Linked DNA regions of Danio rerio: region 1 is linked to region 2. A link is a contact called in public HiCAR-type data. All regions are on one chromosome and are shown on one strand. The core of a region is the stretch at or near the end of the contact, and the rest is flanking DNA. Distances in the headings are between cores, read along the strand shown. Region 1 holds the start of ptenb (phosphatase and tensin homolog B). Region 2 holds the start of stambpl1 (STAM binding protein-like 1).

Evidence for each region. HiCAR-type assays count read pairs that join an accessible place to other places.
Region 1: a HiCAR-type map of caudal fin shows a contact between it and region 2, with 9 times the contacts expected there. The contact joins the promoter of ptenb here to the promoter of stambpl1 in region 2. A contact is called at or near these places in 3 of 18 Hi-C or Micro-C datasets (caudal fin, embryo and an unstated tissue) and 2 of 4 datasets of contacts at active chromatin or transcription factors (caudal fin and embryo).

The regions. Positions count from the first base shown.
Region 1 is chr12:19,019,680-19,022,951 of GRCz12tu, reverse strand. ptenb (phosphatase and tensin homolog B) reads left to right here and starts at 1,820. Exons shown (of 10, transcript NM_001423688.1): 1 at 1,820-2,521. The coding sequence starts at 2,443. LOC141376785 (a long non-coding RNA gene) reads right to left here and starts at 1,592. Exons shown (of 3, transcript XR_012387943.1): 1 at 1,316-1,592; 2 at 984-1,199.
Region 2 is chr12:18,749,230-18,752,625 of GRCz12tu, reverse strand. stambpl1 (STAM binding protein-like 1) reads left to right here and starts at 1,386. Exons shown (of 11, transcript XM_073918346.1): 1 at 1,386-1,505. It overlaps ankrd22 (ankyrin repeat domain 22), which reads right to left and starts at 1,325. Exons shown (of 6, transcript NM_200274.1): 1 at 1,174-1,325; 2 at 1-18. The coding sequence starts at 1,194.

The DNA of each region.
Region 1 (3,272 bases), core at 571-3,070, 270 kb before region 2:
CTTGACTTGTTATACTTGTTCTGAAGTGTTTTGCATAGTCCCTTATAACATAAACCTCAAAATATATTTTACAATAACATTGCTTTTACCATTGACTAGACCATGACAGATCTGTGCTTTACAAGCATCTTTTTCTACCTCAAAATCTGCTGACACTGAACTGTATGTCTTTAAAACATACAAGTTCATAACATTATTATGAATACAAAATTCATTGCATCAATTCGTATGTTTGTTGCACTTTTTAAGAGAGGACAAAACTTAAATATAATCTATACAATATTATGTAGCTAATGTGAAATTTATCATGGATAAAATACAAAAATGATAACAAAATAATAAAACTTGTTTATCTACTGCTAGTACCTACTACATTCAGTTGACACAGTGGATGCAGTTTACATTGTGACTGAACTTCTAGTTGACATTACTTTTAACGAGATATCAAAGTTATAAACACATTTTTTATTTATTTATTAAAAACAAGAAAGTTGATGCATTTAGATCTCCAAAGTAGGACCTGCTGTGCTGGCTAATGTTGGCCCATGGTAACCTTTGATTTGTCTCGCCAACCCATTTGAGAAGAAAGGGAGAATTGAGGAGGGTTCTGAGATTGTCATTTAAAATTAAATGTAACCCTTTGTTTGTTTGTTTATTTGTTTTATTGTTAAAGCCTAACTGAAATTGAATGTTTCAATTAAATGGTGTAAATTACTCAGATTTTGTTTAAATGTGCATACTGTCACCCGGCAATGCAGAGATTTTGGTGAGCAAATCAAATCAAAGGCAAATTGTGCTTGACTTCTGTATTCATATTCATTTAAGTTTTATTGCAATAATGTTTTCTTTTAAAAATGTATACTGCATTAGTTAATACAATTTAATGTAACATTTATTTTGTACACAAAGTAACAATTATTTGGAAATATTATGAAACAAATCACTCATGGCAACTTTAATGTAATGTAGTTTGGTATATTTACCATCGGCCACGGCTCTCAGTGATGTTTGGTTTTAGGCCCTTCTTACGAAAATGTTTAGGCACCACTGGTCTTGTAGCATACGAGCTTTATTCTAGAATATTCTGACAGATGGCGCTCTACAATAAGGATTTGCTGTCTGAAACGCAGCTAGAACTTTCCACCTCCGTTTCGTCCTTGGGGCAAAATCCACATCTGAGCAAACGTAACAGAACACGCCTATAACACAAATACATAATTAAATACAATTAGCATCACAGGTGGGCGCAATTAATTTCTATAATTTAATGTACAGGTATCTGGTAATATGATTGTGCCTCTGTGCAGTAACTTACTTTTCTGCTGGCGTAAGCATTTCAGTAATTTCCTGCAGGGTAGTCGAGGCACTGGTGAGAGGGGTACATAACTTACGTGCATTCTGATATTTTCTCCGTGTTCAGAAGTGGGACTAAAATAAACGTAGGTTGTACCTTTCAGTTATTGTGTGGCAAGCCAATTAGAGTTTGTTTCATAAAAGGAAACGACAATGTTGGAGCGGAACACCTACATAACTGACTTGAAATCTGATATAAAATATTGGAACTTGGCTCATTTCTGTAGACACGTGACCGTGGAACAAAACGTAGTCCGACTGTGTATTAGTGCGCTCGCAGTAACCCTAACATTAGATAGTTGATATATTACTTAATTTAACGCCATGTCAGCTCAACAAGAATGCTTTAAAATAAGTATATTTATATACTAGGATGCAAAAACATATTTGTTGTTGACATAAAATGAAATAGCCGTAGAACTATTTGCCAATGCGGATGAATATGTCGTCCGAACGTCATCTTTTTTCAATGGGAAGCCATGATGGAAGTTTGAGAGTGTAACAGGCAGTGGAGCAGTGGAGGATAAGGACAGAACCGGAGGTGTCTCTTACGCCACATTTAAATATCGAGTTTTTCATTTCTTGGTGGAGGCTGTCACATTTTGTTTCATGTGTTGGAACCTGGTCATCGCGGATTGTCGTAGAGTTTAATGGCTTTTATTTTCTAAGGATGTGTAGACGGGCTAGCGCGTTAGCCGTTGAGGCTAGACGGAGCGCGAGCTGAGTGCGAGCGGGGCTCTGACGACCGATCTTCAAGTGGAAGCACCGGAGAGGATTTTCTCTCCGCCTTTCCGCTCAATCACGGCGGCTTCGGTGCGACCAGAGACTTGTCGTGCACTAGAGATTCTGCAGTTCCAGACGTGGGAAGTTGCTTATCTTTTCACCCAGGGCTCGTCTGAGCCGAGGAGGGCATTTTGGAAGCCGGGCCTGTGGTGGTTTGGAGCGAGGCCCTTGATGAGTGAGCCACAGCAGACTCCATTCTAGCTAGCTGGGGGACTGCGAAACGAGCAGAGCATAAAGACGACCGACCGTCCGAAAGCAACAATACTCTCTCTCACACTAAAAACCCTAAAGACTCCTGTCACAGCCATGGCTGCGATCATAAAGGAATTTGTCAGTAGAAATAAAAGGAGATACCAAGAAGACGGGTTCGACTTGGACTTGACATGTATCCTCTTTGATCAATCAAATGTCCCTGTTCTGTCTATTGTGTTGAAACCAGTGTCGGCAATGAAGGTAACGGCTTGCATCTTGTTCCAAATCAAGAAATCTCTGACGTCCCGTCCGAATATAAAAAGCTATGAGCATTTATTTACATTTTTTGCTTTTCCCTTTTTATAGGAACTATTGACTGAGTCCCCGATTGTACATGATGTGATCTAGATCAGTTGGTTTCTGTTCCTGCATCAGCTCAACGCCGTTTAGATTAATGTCAGTTGTTAATTTATCCACGTTATCGAGCCGTCGTTTCATTTATACGGTTATTTTAGGCTTGTCTGCAAGTTACATGTGACGACTACAATATAAGCAACTCCAGTGAGGTCATAAAATGTCATTTTCCTCATTTTACGTAATCTGATCTATCGATTGACCGCTAATCTGCAATCTAACTCCCAAAATGTTTACATTTCAGATCAAGACAGTTTGGGGGTTAATAACAAAAGACGCGTCGCAGGTTTATATAATGCGATGGATTAGATGAAATGCACAAGCAGTGTCACACAAAGAGCATTGCATCAGCTGCTCGCAGAAAATAGATGCTTGCGCTCAACTTGTAGTTTTGATTGACCAAAAAAAAAAAAAAAAACAAGTCCGTTCACACGCAGGCGAACAAAAGGAAATGCTTTAGTATGTGAAATATGCCTTTTTGTAATCGCAGGAAGGGATTCGTGCAGTGCAGCGCTTTATATTAGAAGCGT
Region 2 (3,396 bases), core at 137-2,636:
AGCTGCCTGACACATGGGCTATGGAAAGAAAGCAGCATGAAACAACATTACATTAAAGCATGTATAATAATTTCTTAAAGTACATTAAATTAGAGGGTGTGGTGGCGGAGCCGGTAGCACTTTCGCCTCGCAGCAAGAAGGCTGCTGGTTTGAGCCTCGGCTGGGTCAGTTGGCGTTTCTGTGTGGAGTTTGCATGTTCTCCCCGTGTTTGCGTGTGTTTCCTCCGGGTGCTCCGGTTTACCCCACAAGTCTGAACACATGTGGTATAGGTGAATTGGGTAGGCTAAATTGTCTATAGTGTATACGTGAATGAGTGTGTATGTTTCTCAGTGATGGATTGCGGCTGGAAGGGCATTCGCTGCGTAAAACATGTGCTGGATAAGTTGGGGGTTCATTCCACTGTGGCAACCCCGGATTAATAAAGGGACTAAGTCGAAAAGAAAGTGAATGAATAAAATTAGAGGGCACATAGGCTATATTCAGTTAATGCCAGAGGCATGTGATGTCAAACGAAAGATAACTTGAAAATATCAGACGTGATAAAGATCAAAACAGGTCTGGTGACTTCATAAACTTGACAGATTACTCAACACATAAAACACACCCTTTGCAAATACAAAATTAAAGTTAAAAATAATAAACGTTATGTGGATTACTTTGCCTATATAAACAGTGCAAATATCACATCTATAAACTGTGTTGTATTTTTCTGTTATCTGCAAGTAAACCAACACAAGCGTGTATCCGAATGAGATGAAGTCTCACTAATGAATCACTAATAAAAATGCTAAATCACTAATGAAAATTCTAACAACATTGCTAAAGTATAATAAAACGTAAAAATTGACATCTTTAAAAAAGAAAACAAAATAAGATATGACTCTTCTCTGAATTCTGATGATAAAAGTGTGAACGTTAAACTGTTTGTCGGAGATGACAGTTACTGCACAGTTACACGTAGCAGTAATAATTATGACTAAGTATATACTCAGTTTAATCCATTACGCTGACAAACTTCAAGTACGAAGAGGAAAACTCATTAAATCGTAAGAGATTGTCCTAATCTCTTGTCTTAATTTACATTTACACGACCAGAACATGTTACAATAACCAAGTCTTTTCCAGTCCAAAACAGGAAGATTAAGTTTCAAAACAAGCTGTAAGTCACGTTACCTCTGAGTACAAGATCCCCATTTGTCTTCCTCTGTCCCTGAAGCAAAACGAAACTTACAAATCCTTTATCTGAAGTTTGAAGATATAAAACTAACAGCCCTTCGCTAATTTGCTTTGTACCTGCTGCGAGCGGTACCAGTGATTCAGGTGATAAGGTTGAGGGCGTAACGATGACGCATAAGCTATAATGACGCAATCAGTTCAGTTCAGGTGTGTAGGGGACGGTGGATTCATCCGCTACGAGAGACGATAGACTCATTTCCCGTCGAACTCGAGAAATCCAGAATAAATTTACTGAGTCATCTTTAGCAGGAGAAGTAACATTTTTACATGTAAGAGTTTAAAACGGAGATACGCGTGAGTACTGATCTACATTATGTAGGCTAGAATAATTCTCGGCTTTTAGATTGGGACATCACAGGACAGCATCATTAGAGTCATTTGTCACAGAGAAATACAAAGCTTTGATTAATAAAAAAATATTTGGAAAATAAACAACCACCACAACAAAAAATGTTAAAAAGGTTAAAAAGATATGTCAAGTGAATATGCTTAAGTGCAACAGAGCAAAGACAAAAATATAGCTCTTTTGGGTGTCTATGTCCTTTTTTTCATCTGTAGTCAGTGGCCTATAATTCCATTTATTCACTCCACAGACACTACTCCTACATTTATTCACTTAAATAAAGGTACAAGAGCTGACACTGGGCGGTACATAAAATGTAGATTTTTTTAATTAAATTATCTATATTAATACCTCAAAGGTAATTTAAAATGGCAAGAGGTACACTTTTGCATTATTAGTTACTAACCAGTTAACTCTCATACTTTTCTCTCTAGTGTAGTAAGATAGCTAAGCATGATTTACAGCTAAATAATATTTCTTAAAACACTTTTTGGAGATTCAGCTAAAATAAATCTTAATTTGTGTTGTAAAGATAAATGAATGTCTCAGGGATATGGGGAAAAGATATGGGGCGAGTAATCAATAATCCAATTTGAATTATTGGTGGAAATGCGTTAACTTTTTCTTAACAAGATGACATTATTCTACAAATTATGAAAATAATGTCAAAAACAGAAAAACAACAATGATATATTAAACATGTCTTTGTAACAGAAAATCTAATTATTATTTGGTTTTATTTTTTTAAACTCAATTCTAAACAAACAATATTTGTATACAAAAGAGCACTTAAAACTTCCACTTTCTTTGGATTTTCTATTTGAGTTAACATTTGAGTTAATAAATAAAAAATAATAATAATAAATTTTAACTAGTACTTTTGTTAAACTGTAATTTGTACAATTTTATTTAACCTTTATTTAAACAGAAAGTACCCAAATACTGAAATCAATAATCTTTTTCTGAGAAGTGTCCTTGCACAAAAGGAGCAGCAAGACAAAGTTTACAGACTTTACAGGACAAACTACATTAGGAACAATTAAAGCAAATGCAAATCATATAATCACCCTCTATTTGCTCAGTAATTTTTCCAATCAAAAGGCACCAATTTTTGTATTTTCAATTTAGACTGAAGAAAATTCCAACCAGATGAAAATCCAGATGGACCAGCATATACATAACAGCCTTCTTTCCCATTTCAGTGTGAAAAAAAGGAGACAGAGAGAATATAACAATTCTGAGAATGTATACTAAGAAATACTAAATAAATACTTCAGAAATGTAGCATCTCTAAAATAAAAGTTTTACAGTAAGCAATCCTCAATGTTACTCTTAAAGGGATAATTCAATCAAAGCTGTACATTTGCTCACTATTTACTGACCCTCAAGTGGATCCAAACCTTTATGCATTTCCTTGATTGAACAAAAAAAGTTATTTTAAAGAATTTTTAAAAACCGGTAACGACTGTTATGAATGTTTCCAACATTTTTCAAGCTAACTTTGTTTAGAAACTCAAACATATTTGTGACAATAGACGGGTGAGTATAAATACATTTTCAGTTTTGGATAAAATCCGTTTAAGCTCTACTTGTTTGTTACTGACACAATATCTTTAGGATTCACAAGTTAATATTATTATAAATAATAATATAATCCATTTCCAAGTGATGGTTGCAGCTGGAACGTGCTGGATAAGTTGGTGGTTCATTCCGCTGTGGTGACCCCGGATTAATAAAGAGGCTAAGCTGAAAAGAAAATGAACGAATGAATGAATATAGTCCATTTAGACTTAATCGGAGGTGCATATTACAGAATA